3 separate regions of the Zea mays genome follow, and all the other regions are linked to region 1. A link is a contact called in public Hi-C data. All regions are on one chromosome and are shown on one strand. The core of a region is the stretch at or near the end of the contact, and the rest is flanking DNA. Distances in the headings are between cores, read along the strand shown.

Region 1 (4,335 bases), core at 411-2,910:
ATCCGCTGAGATAGATGCATCCGGGTCTCTGTTTGAGATGATTAAAAACCAGACACCTACTCTTAGGATGATCCAAAATCTTATCTTTATCTAAGATCGGTTCCAAAATCTTATCTTGAAGTTCCAAAACCAGGCACCTACTCTTAGGATGATCCACACTATCACAGACCTCAGATTCAAAAGTCACAAGAGGAAAACATCCTATCTTTCCATAAAAAATGCATACCCCATTCCCATCAAATCTTGACTGAGCAGTCGCACATAAGAACATTCCTATCAAACCATAAAACCTAAACCCTACAAGCCTAGTTGTAATTGCACATAACACAGTGTAGCGGTAAGTAATCAAGCCAGGGACGGTTGTGACATAGTAAATCGTAGCATTTTCGTAATGTCACCCTAATTATTTTCAGTCTCCAATATAAAACAAACATTCGATAATCGGTCGTGCCTAGACACTTGTCCAAATTGTGTCGCAAACTTTCATATACCGATATACAACTAGTTCTGGTTACCTATCCTAAAACTAGAATCATATATCCTTATGACAGATGGAGTTGTAATGTTTTAATGACCGTGAAGTTGCCATCATACCCGAGTTCAAAGATGAAAACAACAAAATTAGTTTCGTATAATCCATAAATTCACATACCACACGTTGGGTTGGTAGTTGGAACAAGGAGTTAGAATCTAAGGTTGCATTGCATCTTAAAAAAATGGATCTTCTCCAAGAAAGTATAAAAAAAAAAAACAAGGCTTGAGGAAGAACGTTTGGAGCACAAATATGACCACTGTTTTGTAGTCATGAAAAATTCTCAAGAGGAAAATGCCTTTTTTCTTGTTCAGAAGGCACTAACATTCATTAGCAAGATTGTTACTTAAGAGATATTGAGAATGTTTGTAGTACTAAGGTCTAAGGTATTACGAAATTTTAATAGCTTTTTCTATATCTTGTTTACACAGTAGATAGTCATTCATATTTTTATCTCTGTCTAGCGAGAAACACAGAATATAAGATGATTATATTTGAATAACCATTTAAATAGGTTATTGATATTTTTTGTAAAAATTTCTATTCATATCAAATATCAATTAGTAAGAATATAGAGACTTTTTGGTGTTTTTTGATAGGGTACAAAGACGCCACACACACTCACACCACTACACACCACATACACGCACACACACTAAATTAATTTAGAGCTCTAGACCTTTAATAAGTGAGCATGCGTAATACCGCTGAAGGCATACGCGTGTGTACTATATTTTCCTAGATAAATGACGCGCCACTCAGACTTAAATCTTAGTCAGGAGCGCTGCCGGCCAGTGGGCAGTGGCCTTTGCCACTATGCCGTGAGCCCTTCGCGAGTTTTTTTTTAGTTGCTCTAACACACTGTAGGACATACGTTTTTCATTAGCAAAGGAAATGCTTTTTTTGGAAAAGAAAAGTCCATTGGATTTAACGGCGACGCCACAATCTCCCATTCCCGCGGCCCATCTCAAGCCCACTCCTGGAAAACAGACCCACGTGACGTCAGCGATCCGGGTTCATCCCCCACGAACCAATCCAACGCCGCGCATCCCTCCGGGATCCTTGCCACGTCACGAATCCACCCCACTCGCTTCCACGCAGCCCCATCCATCCATCACGGATCCGACGCGCCGAACTCCACCTCCCACGGATTGCACTCCCTCCCTCCTCGCGCCCAAGCGCACACCCCCTCCCGCCTGGAGGCCGCTACAGCCTACAAGTAGCACTCAGCCCGGCTCCCGTTTACCGCCGCCGACTTCTGATTCTACCACCACCCGCCTCCTCTCGAGTTCGATCTGTTTGCTCCCCCAGACATGTCGGGCCGCGGCAAGGGAGGCAAGGGCCTGGGTAAGGGCGGCGCGAAACGCCACCGCAAGGTGCTCCGCGACAACATCCAGGGCATCACGAAGCCGGCCATCCGGAGGCTGGCTCGCAGGGGCGGCGTGAAGCGCATCTCCGGGCTCATCTACGAGGAGACCCGCGGCGTGCTCAAGATCTTTCTCGAGAACGTCATCCGCGACGCCGTCACCTACACGGAGCACGCCCGGCGCAAGACCGTCACAGCCATGGACGTCGTCTACGCGCTCAAGCGCCAGGGCCGCACCCTTTACGGCTTCGGCGGCTAGGGCGCTAGGCTAGGCCATGCTCGACCCGCCCCCCACTCTCCGCTCTGGCGTCGTCACTGGTTCCTTGACCCCTGTGCGGGTCGGTCGGTGGTGCTAGGGTCAGCAGTTGTCTGGTGTCTGTAGCCTCTCTGGCTATCCGTTCTTTGGTGTGAAATGGAATTCCAATCGTGTGGGAATGGATCTCTGTTCGATTGTTCAATTGGCCCATATTCCATCTTTGGATCTTAGTTTTGCACTAATGGCGCAAGCCTTTTCGAAAACCAATGCTCTGAACTGCACTCTGTCTGGCTTATTTTGGAGCTGTCTGAATCTGGTTCGAAATTGGATATGGGCGGCAATTTTGCACTTGTGCAATCAAAATTCGCAACAGTCGTTTTTCGGCTTGGCGAGTCGAATTCGCAACAATGTTTGGGCGCCAGAGTGGCTCGTGAAAGGGGGTGCAGCGTGGCGTTCCACGGGCTTAGAATATCCTGTTCCCTGGACGCGGTCCTTTCCATGTCACTTCTCGCCTGGCGGCCGCTGCGGCGGTAGCGATCCCGACGATTTTGTTGTTAGCGATGGGACTAGAGGCCAGGCGGGCCACTGCGCCAGTGGTCGCAACCCTCGCCGCTGGTATGGCTGTGCCCCCGCCTTCGATCGGCTGCCTTCGCGTTGGCGGCAGCCGGCAGCTGGTCCCCCAACCTCCACCCCCCAACTGATTTGCTTGCTCTCCACAAGGCCCACCTTCCGCTGCGGCGTGATCAGCTCCAGCATCCGCGTACGCAGTTACGCACAGGTATGCTTGTTCCACCCATCACCCCCTCGTTTCATCCAGTTGATTTAACTGTGCAAGGTTTAATCAATTGAAGTTATTTGATCGTGTGGCACTTGTTGCGATCACACATCTCAGCAGGCAGCACAGTATTGTCTCCTTTTGGCGAAATGACAATATGGCACGGTGTGTAGTGTCATGTGTGTGCTCCAGCACTTGGATGGAAAATATAGAGCCTGTTTTTCTTATCTGGTTACAGAAAGTTTTGCTAAATCAGTAGTGTTGCTCTGATGCTTGGTTTCAGTCTTACTGGGCTGTTCTACCTGTAACCTTCTCCAATCTTCTGCATATCGCTGGACAAAAGCAGCCGAACTTTAGGACCAGACAGATTCATCTATGTGCCAAAATCTTATTAACAGTTGGCTTGCGTATGTCACTTTGACTGAACAAACATATAATGTTTCACATGAAAAGAAATGTAAACAAGATTTTGGCACATGAGTGAGATCTAGAGAAGATATACTAAACAAGATTTAAATCATATTTAACAAACATATACTGAACCAACTGTTTTAATTATATTATTTAAATATGATGATATCTTGTTTACATTTCTTTTCACAGTAGTGATCTGAAACTAGCCATATGTGTGAGCGAATAAAATGCATGTAGGATCCCACATGAGTGAGATCTAGAGAAGATATAAATTGAGGTAACCCTTTCTCCCGTAAATATGGAGAGGCGGCTTAGAACCTATGACTTTGCACCAGCCTTCTAGTGAATAAAATGCATGCACCATTTTTTAATGTAACAAATGCATACACCATTTTGACGTGAACCTTTCTGACTAGATGAAGATTTGCATATCCATGTGGGGCAGACGATTTGAAAACGCAATCCACAGTCCCTATACTTAGAATTCTGCTTTAATGCTGCCATTTCTTTTGACGCCGTTAAGTTTTGTAGCATAACTGAAAATGACAGCTCCTTTTTATATCTTATCGTCTTCTTTTCCTTTTTTTCATGCAGCTGGATACTATGATCCCGGCCGGTATCATGATGTTGCTTCTGTCAAGAGAAATCAACCATTTAAATAGTTGATGTTTTATTACAGAAGTTTTATCTGATTCTGTAATTTAGCTTCTTAATACCATCGTTTCGCATGCATTGTACGTCCATGGTAAAATTAGTTTTTGATAGATAAAAAAACTCGACCTGTGGGGGTAAGACAACCCATTGTGACCCGGGACAAGTTTTAGACCTATGCTTTGACGTGGAACAAATGAGAGAATTTTTTTAATCACAAGTCTGAAATTTATTGCCATATGGAGTTGTACCTAGGACCTCATGAGTATTACTCAGACTGTCTATCCAACTCAGATAGAGGCCGTTTCGATAGAAGTATTGTTTTGCATTGAATTCTAATA
Region 2 (4,518 bases), core at 1,120-3,619, 330 kb before region 1:
CAGCAGTTCATCCATATGATCACTTAAAACATTGTTTTGTACTGTTCACAGAGTGAAGTTTGAATATGAGTATGAGTATGGATAAGCAGGATAGCCTAAAGCACCATGTTACCTACCTACCATGGAACAACAAACAAATTCTTGACCCCATTAATTGGCGAGCTTTATCTTTGGATGAACTAAAATTCAATTTGAAACCCCTTTGGAACAGACAAAAAAAATGGAGGAATTATAAAAAGAACGGAATCCTAAAGGTAAATTTCCTATGAAGACCTTTAGAACATAAGATTGGGTTTCGATGAATCCTACAAAAATTCCAGTGGAATAGTTTGTTTCATAAGAATTTTGGATGAATTCTACCAATAGGTTGAACCTCATGGAAATTGGAACGGTTCCTTTGTGTCACTCTCATTGAATTCCTGTATTTTTTTTCTGTGCTCCATCCAGACATTCAATCTTGCAATTTATTGAGGGCCTGTTTGGAACGCAGGTTAAGGGCCTAAGTATTTTCAGTCCATACGATTCAAGATGTTGGTGCATTATATTCCTATGCTTTTCCTATTCCTGTGTTTGTAGAATCTCGCATTTCAAAGAGGCTGTATTTTTTTTGTACACATAACTCAGTAATCAACCAGTCAGGTACTAAGATTCCAATCTAGCATACTAATGGAATTTTATATATCATATAATCTGGGTTACATACTTAGTGCTGGTAAAAAAACAAAGTGTGCAGAAACAATACCGCTATTTTTATAGTGTCAGGAGTGCAAGTATCAGCGGTCATGCCCAAGATTACCTTTGTCAAGTTCGTAGAAGTTGAGGTACAGAATGTGGGTTGTCACAAATGCTAGAATAGGAGCGGCAACCATAACTCTAGATGCTTCGTCTCTTAAATTTAAAGTCCGCAGTATCGCCAAAATGAGGGAATACCCCAGAAAGGCAGCATCTGATGAAAAATATAGTTTTTCTGTCCAAATTGTGTCACTGCAATAGATACCAGATCTTGGTCAATGAGTTAGCAACAGGCAATTCATCTGAAAAGATGTATCCATTGTGATAGAGCCTACCAACTGTGATATATGGCACTCCAGAACCATGAATTCATGGCAAGGAGCCCATAGATGTGCCACAAGCCAGTGTATTCATAGTATGTCTTGTGAGTTTCTGGCCGCAGAGGAAGTTTATAATAAAGCAAGAGGAAAAATGATAGCCACCCATTAAATTGCACAACAAGAGTAAGCGCAGAGAGAGCTGCAGATAAAGGTTCCTGATAATGAAAGCAGAGGCATACAGTTTATACAAGGAAGTGAAAGGGAAACACAAGAGGTGAGAACTCCAGTTCAAAGAGGCAATAAATAGACTACCTGAAACACAGAGGCACGCTTCAAAGGCCATTTTCCATGATACTTAACAGGCTGGAGGCCAAGCTTTGCCCTTTCATTCTCCCTTTCCATCATACAGTGGTATCTGCATTCACTCTTGCAGTTCCAGTCCTTCCATTGCAAGTACAGTGGCTCATGCGTGTACCATGACTTGTCAACAGGTTGGCCATCGGTTGGCACCATACAATGTTTAATAGAAGTCTCCTTCAGGGAGCCTGTCTTTTGGCATCCTTCCACACAAGCTCTGGTAAAAATATGGGAAAATGAGGTAGTTGTGCTAGCTCAACCTTTGGGACCGTACCATGAAAAGGTGATAATATATAACTCTGAATCATGTAGCGTAATCAGAACTTATACACCCCCAATGCCAGTAGCCAAGAGGCGAAGACAGACAGCACCATTTTTATTCCTTTCCGGAACCGCTCGCCTTCGCTGAAACCACCAGAGGCACCGAGACGGACAGCACTGGGATGTCCAGCGAGGCCTAAAACGGAGTAACCCCGAAGGTTCGCCTTCGCACATAGACAGACGAACATAATCCGCTAAGTTTCATCAGACTGAGAGGTGAGCCGTCCAAGGTTCGGCGAGTAGCGATCGCGAATATAACTAGAGATTGGATTAGGGATAGAAGGGAAAGGCCGCCCGTGGGAGCGGAGCGGAAGCGAGGCTGCGAGACCAAGCAGCGTGCGAAGGTAAGCAGCGGAGGAGGCAGGGTGGGGGGATCTCGCACCTGTAGAGCGGATCAGCGTCGCCCTCGTAGGCTTCCACGGTGACGGCGACGGCGACGGCCGCGGAAGCGAGGGCGAGGAGCCGCAGCAACGTCCTCCGCCCGAGGAGCCCCATCCCCCTGCCCACCCTCGGTCGCGCCGGAGGCCTAGTGGGCGAGGCGGAGATCCATCGGCGCGGGGATGTTTGAGAGGGGGGGAGAGAGAGGAAGGGAGGCCGGGACCGGGAGGTGAGGAGACTTTTCGGGAAGGGTGGCGGTGCGTGCGCGTGTGCGTGATTGATTCCCTGCGCGCGCGCGTGTGCGTCCGTGTTGTTTGGGGGAGCAGATCGGTCGGGGGCGTGATGCGACGACGACGATGACAGCACAACAGGCAGCCGGGCGCCGGCCCCGGGTGGAGGAAGTGACTCGCGCCGTCGCGCGTCTGGGTGTGCGCGCGCGCGCGCCGTGTTCTTTTGCCTGCTGGCATTTCCTGGTCCTAACGACGTGTCTGTCCTTGCCTTGCGTGTGTTCTGCTGCTCCGCCTCCGCCTGCGGGTGCACAAACTGCATAGCGCGGCGCATCTGCAATAAATAGGTCCACACATAATTGGCTTCAGAATCGGAAGGATGCATTTGTCTGGTGTCCGTCTCCGCTGAGCCGAAAATGACATACACGGGCCTCGCCGCTGGCCCATGGGCTGTGTTTCTTTCAGTTCCAGCAAGTGGATCCGTGGTCCGACACGGGCGGTGGAGGCTCCGATGGAGTCCAAGGAAGTGCAGGCAGAGAGAACATGAGAACACGTATTCTCGGGCGGAAACAGCGGGCTACCTACCTGTGCATGTGCGTGGTCGAGGAATCGCCTTGGGTGCGAAAAATAGGAATCGCCTTGGATGAAACACACACAGGCTTCCCAAAACCATTTTTGGAAGAGAAATGCTGATTTCATTACTCCAACGGAACCCCTTCCTCCTCGCATTTTTTGGCAACCCGCAAACACGTACTAGAGTCCCACAGATATACGTGAGAACAAATCTGCGCGCACATCCTTTCCCGCGATGCACGCCTTTTTTTTGTTGACTGAGGAAAGCGGAGCAACGGTGGAGGGAGGAGGTTTCTGTGGCGGCGGAGGTGGTGTCAGCGGTGACGACCGGGAGTGTGAGATGCAGCCACGAGAGTCTTCGGATTCGATTATGCCTGCACAATCAATCCAGGACAGTGAAGCAATGCGGACTTGGCGGTCATGGACTCCGCATCCGCGAAGAAGGAGGGCCTGACACCGCAACCCTTCTTTGACGAGCAGCCTAGATTGAGGGGCTCCTAGCCGGGCCTCCCCGGCGAGTGCGCCTCGTTCCCGCCAGCGACCAAGCTGTCCATGTCCATCCCTATGGACCCTATGGGCTATGAGCGATTTGATTCCTTCCGAAAGACTGATTTTGTAGCATTACGGTAATCCATCAACCAAAGCAAGACAGGTACAGTGCATCACCATGACTGTTCCCTGATCTGCGAGACGGTACTGTTACCTGTCATTTGTCTTACAAATTCTACAGTATCTAATTACATTTCCTGGTTGTCGTCACATCTCAATAGATTTTGGGGAACTGCTGGAGTAAACAATTTGTTCCATCTCTAATCAGTTTAAGTATGCCCCCCGTAATTAGTTTTTGGGATTTTTTTATGTGTTCTGCTGGAGATGCTCTAATTAGAGAGAAGTTTGAAATAAAGAATAAAATAAGAAATGTGATAGGGAATTTTCTGGAGATAGTCTAACCACTAGGGCCATAACTGAGAGGGGTCAAGTCGAGCGGGCGTCTAACCCCCCAAAATATTAGGCCTTCCTCAGGTATATACTTAAATATAGTATTTAGTTATTTAATTTGTCCAAACAGCAATCGTTTTGTTGGCCCAACCATCCCATGCTAAGCGGACAGTCCAGCCTCTACTATCCTGCTCACGTAACATAAAGCAAAAGCAGTTGTTGGCATGCTCACGTAATCCAGTTCCCAAGTTAGGACTCAGAACAAAATACATTTAGAAAACATAATTTCTGCCACGGTGTAGCTACCACATCACCAAAGGACTAGGCAGGACAACAAGTGATAGGACTCGTCATCGAGGATCGACCTTCGCGCATACGAGTATAACATAGACAATAGCTAGCTAATTATGTTTATCGTTTGGGGCATCAAAATGTGTGCTTATAATTATACTATACATATATATATAGTTATTATATATACCTTGGTTTATAGGGCCTCTATATAAGCTTTCATCCAGGATCCCCAAAATCTTAGGCACGACCCTGCTCAACGCCGTCGGTAGGGCTGAATATCGAGCCAGCTTGGCTTACTCGTTTGAGTTCGATTTGGCTCGGCTCGACTTGTTAAGCTAACGAGTCACGAAGTCAACTCGAATGAGCTAGAGCAAAAA
Region 3 (4,458 bases), core at 1,921-4,420, 380 kb after region 1:
TCTGAATCATTGGACCCCGCCACACCACTCTACGCCGTACGTACAGTTTCGTCGTATGATTTTAAGCACATGAGTCTACAGGTACATTCTCATGGATGAGCTAGCTAGCTAGCCACCCTGCAGTTGGTCCGGACGGTGCCGGCTGTGCCGGTGAGCACCTGTATGGCACCCATCTTGATCATGGCGGCGACGAAGTCGGTCTGGAAGGTGGCGGGGCTGTTGGTGTAGGCGAGCACCTGCGCGGCGGTGGCCGGGTCGGCGAGCAGCGCCTGGTCGGAGGCGAGCAGGCCGCGCCTGGCGACCAGGTTGGCGTAGTAGTTGGTGTCGAAGGCGGTGGGCGTGACGGGGTCCATGGGGAGGGGCGGGTCGGCGGCGCCGGTCCCCTGCGGCGGGCACTGCTGCGCCAGCGCCGCCAGGTACGCGGGGTCCATGGACGGGTCCTGCCCCGCGCCGCTGGGCCCGTACGAGTAGAGGCGGGGCGCGAAGGAGCTGCAGCGCGCCGCGCCCACCGTGTGCGCCCCCGACAGCGCCACCATCTCGGCCTGGCTCAGCCCCTTGGCGCCGAACGCCTGCGTCAGCTGGCTCGCGCTCGCCGTCGGCGGCGGCAGGTTCGCGCCCGCCTCCTGCGCCGAGGAGACGTTGCCGTCCCTCCGCCCCGCCGGCACCTGGTACGCGTCGCCCCCGACCTGCAACAAACGCAGCCAGAGACCAACACAGAAGCGTCAGCAAGAGAAGGCAGCCAACGCGACGCGAACGCCAGCTGAGGTGGCACGTGCGTGCGGACCCGGAACGTCCGGTGGGGCGGGCGAGACCGCGACGGCAGGGCATGTGGGCGTGCCGGGCCCGGGCAGGGCAGAGCACATGGGGTGCGCGTCGGATCCACGTACTAGAACCATGCGCCCGACGTGCCCACGCCGCGTTCCCGAGGCCGCCGCGCTGGTAGTGGTAGTAGTCTCGTAGCTTTCGCTCCTGCCTCTCCCTCCCGGTCACGAGACACGGACGTGAAACCGCCGCCGTATTGTCACGGTGGCTGGCTCGACGCGACGGTTCCGTGTCAGGTATAGCGGCGTGCTCTGTTTGGCAGCTGGGAAATGGAAAGTTCTGCTGCCTACGCTACGCTCTCTGGGCTACCTGCAACTGCCACGAGTGACGACGGTGTGACACCGACCTCACTCTCCTCTCGCCTGCTGAGCTGATGGTTCCCAACAAAAAAGAAAAAGGAAAAAAACTGTAGCAGCAACTTCGAGCAAGCAGCATGTTTAGTTTAACACTGAAGGCTATATCTGTTGGCTTAACCGTATCAAATCTGTTGACCAGCAGGTTTGATCCTGCCATAGAATCAGCTGAATCGAAGCCCAAGGCAAGTGGAGAATCCCTACCGCTGAGCAGTGCAGTGCACTCTCCCAGCTCCTAATGCCATCCTCACCTCCAGAAGAAGGTTTTCGAGGGAACTGGAGCTATGCTGAGCCATGGAGGGCGACACGACGACACGAGCATGTGCCGCCGCTGCTACGGACACCCACCGGCCGTTAGGTTAGGCCCGTGCGCGCGGTAACGTACGAACCGAGCCAAGCAAAACCGAGGTGCACCTAAAGCAAAAGGACGGCTCGCCTCGAGTCACCTTCTCTCCTCTCTGCCACCGTGTAGAGATGGCCAAACGGGCCGGCCCGGCCCGGCCCGGCCCGGGCCCGGTGAAGCCCGGCCAAAACCGGGCCGGGCCTGCTGAGCCATCGGGCTTAAGTTTCTGTCCAAGCCCGGCCCGTAGCGGGCCTAAACGGGCCGGGCCGGCCCGTTTAGCACGAAAAAACGGACCAAAAAGCGGGCTAAACAGGCCGAAAAGCACGTTTTAGTGTAAAAAAACGGGCTTAACGGGCTTAGAGGTAAACGGGCCGTGCCGGGCTAGCCCGCCGTGCCTAGTTTCCTGTCCAAGCCCGCCCACTTATTTTACCGTGCCGGGCTCGGACCGGGCCCAAAAAGCGGGCTTCGTGCCGGGCTCACGGGCCTCGTGCTTTTTGGCCATCTATACCACCGTGTGCCGGCCGTGCGTGCTTGCTTCCGAGGCAGTACGTGCAGTGCAGTGCAGGACATGGCATTGTTGGGTGGAGTTGCCAAAGGCTGGACAGCCTTCCATTCCAAAGCTGCTTTCATGGCAACCATCCATCCCCCACATCCTTTTATATTTGATGAAAAAGAAAGGAAGCGTCCAGAAAGGCGCGGCTGGGCCATGCCTCTTCACTCACGTACGTACTCACTGCGCGTGATCCTAGACCGATTTCGCTCTACCTTGGGATGGGAATAGTTTTGTTACGTTGTTACCTAGCGCTGACCAAAGAGAACCGGAGAAGCTGCTAGCTAGTGGAAGAGCAGCTAGCTAGTGAGGGGACGAGCAGTGCGTACCAGCGCGAGGGCGTCGCGGGCGGCGAAGGCGAGGACGTCGGCGCAGGAGACGACGCCGAAGCAGGCCTGCTCCAGCCGCGTCTTGGCGCTGTCGATGACCTCGAACCCGCGCAGGCTGGCGTTGGGCGCCGCGTCCTTCTCCGCCTGGTTGCCCGCCGACGAGTCCAGCAGCACCGACGCGTCGCACCCCTGCAATACCAATAATACGCGTAATAATGAACAGAGAGGAAGGAGGATCCACATGCAGCTACGCGCGCAATCGAGGCACCCGGCCGGCCCGTCCCCACAGTACGTGACACCACCACCGCCACCACCAACCACTTTGCATTGGATCACTCGAGGAGGGCGGCTAGCTAGCTTGCTTAATAATTAGCCGCTTGGCGCACTGACCCTGACGAAGCAGTCGTGGAAGTGGAGGCGCAGGAGGCCCGCGGCGACGCCGGGGTTGCCGGACGCCGCCTTGCTCACCTCCTCCTGCACGATGATCTCCGCCGCCGGGCACAGCGTGTCGTAGAACCCCACCTGCAGCTGCTGCGCCCGCGACACCACCGTCGCGACCGCCACCACCGCCGCCCACACGAGGGCCGTCGCCGCTCCTCGTCCCACCATCCTCCTCTCCGGCCTGGGGAGCTAGCTAGCGCTACACTCCGTCCGGCGGCTTCGAAAAGGCCACCTTTTCTTTCGCTCCTCACCTCGATCGCGCGCGTGTCGTCGATCGATCGGTGCCGCTGGTTTTTCTTCCTTCTTGCTCCGGTGACAGCTAGCTGCGCGGTGTGTGTGGTGGAGTGGAGCTAGTGGGACTCCGGTCGGTCCAGGCGGTTTTATATATAGGGCAACTGGCATAGTGGGGGTGCATGCACATCCCATGTGGGAGGGGGCCATCGATACTGCTTAGTAGTGTGGAGCCGAGGAGAGAGAGGGAGAGACGGGTGCGGGCCCTTGTGGTGTATGATTGATTGAGATTTGCGAGAGGGATGAAAGAAAAGAAAAGCAGACGCTCAACAAGGAAGAATTAAAACGATGCACGCATGGGATCTGTACAAATGGTCGTTCATGCCTTTTTGGGTTTTGATCTGCTGCACTGACGCATGATGGAAAAGCGTCCATCTTGTCGCCTGGCGACTTGCATTGGCGAGCTATCCTTCTGTTTTCAGAGTTACTATCCGGCATGGAACTTTCTTCCCAATTCCCATGCATGCAAGCTACGAATGCGTACAACAGTGGGTCATAAATTTAGGATTCATTATCATGAATCCTAACGTACATTTATGATTAACTTTGTCCGCCTCTATCTGTTTTATTTATTTCGTATGATTAACGCTCATAACTTTATAATAAAATACGTACAGATGTCGGCCCCGGTTGCTTGACAAAGTAAGGTAATCAATGTCAGTGCAGTGCTTATGAGGCATCATCATCATGTTCTTGAGAGTTTTCGTCGTCCACGACGAGCGTCAGCAGGCGGCCGGGAAACGCGCGATAGATCACGCCAGCTACCCCCAAATCCGCGGGCACCCGAACATGCATTTGTTTGCTTCGTGGACGGATTAGACTCCTAGCCGCGCGCCTACGTTACATTACATTATAATACTTACACGTACTGCATATGGATCATTGAGAAAGCCTTTCTTCAGACGCATGATTATGCCATTCTTTTTTTTTCCCCTCTGCGCCATATATATGCTTGGTATGAGTGCTAGCTAGTAGTAGTCCGTAACAAAGACAAGTTTACGAGTGCTCGTGCGTACACGTGTGGTTAGTTAGTTAGGAGCAGGCAGCTGACGAGGCCACAATAGATTCTGGCATCAGAAGTGGGGTTAAAAAAAAAAAAAGAAGCCTCACATCCGAGTGCCTTCCACGTTAAAAAAAAAAAGGAGGCAGAGAGCTTTTCTACAGCCGCGCCAGGCGCCATTCTTCAAGCTTTACCCAAAAGGAAGCATGGATGGATGCATCCACCAGTGCAGAGCCCGCCGTCTGGTCCACGCAGTTTGTTGGCTGGTAAAGCCGGGTCACGTACTGAAGAAAGAAAGATAGCTAGACTCTGTCTCTCTGAACCGAATG

What was found. A called contact is a pair of places that touch in the nucleus more often than the background predicts.
Region 2: a Hi-C map of endosperm shows a contact between it and region 1, with 3 times the contacts expected there. The contact joins the promoter of LOC100274414 here to the promoter of LOC103631010 in region 1. A contact is called at or near these places in 2 of 25 Hi-C or Micro-C datasets (ear and endosperm).
Region 3: a Hi-C map of tassel shows a contact between it and region 1, with 2.9 times the contacts expected there. The contact joins the promoter of LOC100191905 here to the promoter of LOC103631010 in region 1. A contact is called at or near these places in 2 of 25 Hi-C or Micro-C datasets (root tip and tassel).

Annotation. Positions count from the first base shown.
Region 1 is chr1:4,291,323-4,295,657 of Zm-B73-REFERENCE-NAM-5.0, forward strand. It overlaps LOC103631010 (histone H4), which reads left to right and starts at 1,661. Exons shown (of 1, transcript XM_008652034.3): 1 at 1,661-2,384. The coding sequence starts at 1,846. The coding sequence ends at 2,157.
Region 2 is chr1:3,957,092-3,961,609 of Zm-B73-REFERENCE-NAM-5.0, forward strand. LOC100274414 reads right to left here and starts at 2,370. Exons shown (of 5, transcript NM_001148773.1): 1 at 2,113-2,370; 2 at 1,365-1,626; 3 at 1,068-1,267; 4 at 797-984. The coding sequence starts at 2,225.
Region 3 is chr1:4,672,377-4,676,834 of Zm-B73-REFERENCE-NAM-5.0, forward strand. It overlaps LOC100191905 (Peroxidase 64), which reads right to left and starts at 3,171. Exons shown (of 2, transcript NM_001137329.1): 1 at 2,398-3,171; 2 at 1-686. The coding sequence starts at 2,640. The coding sequence ends at 105. It also overlaps a transcript of LOC100381417 not described here.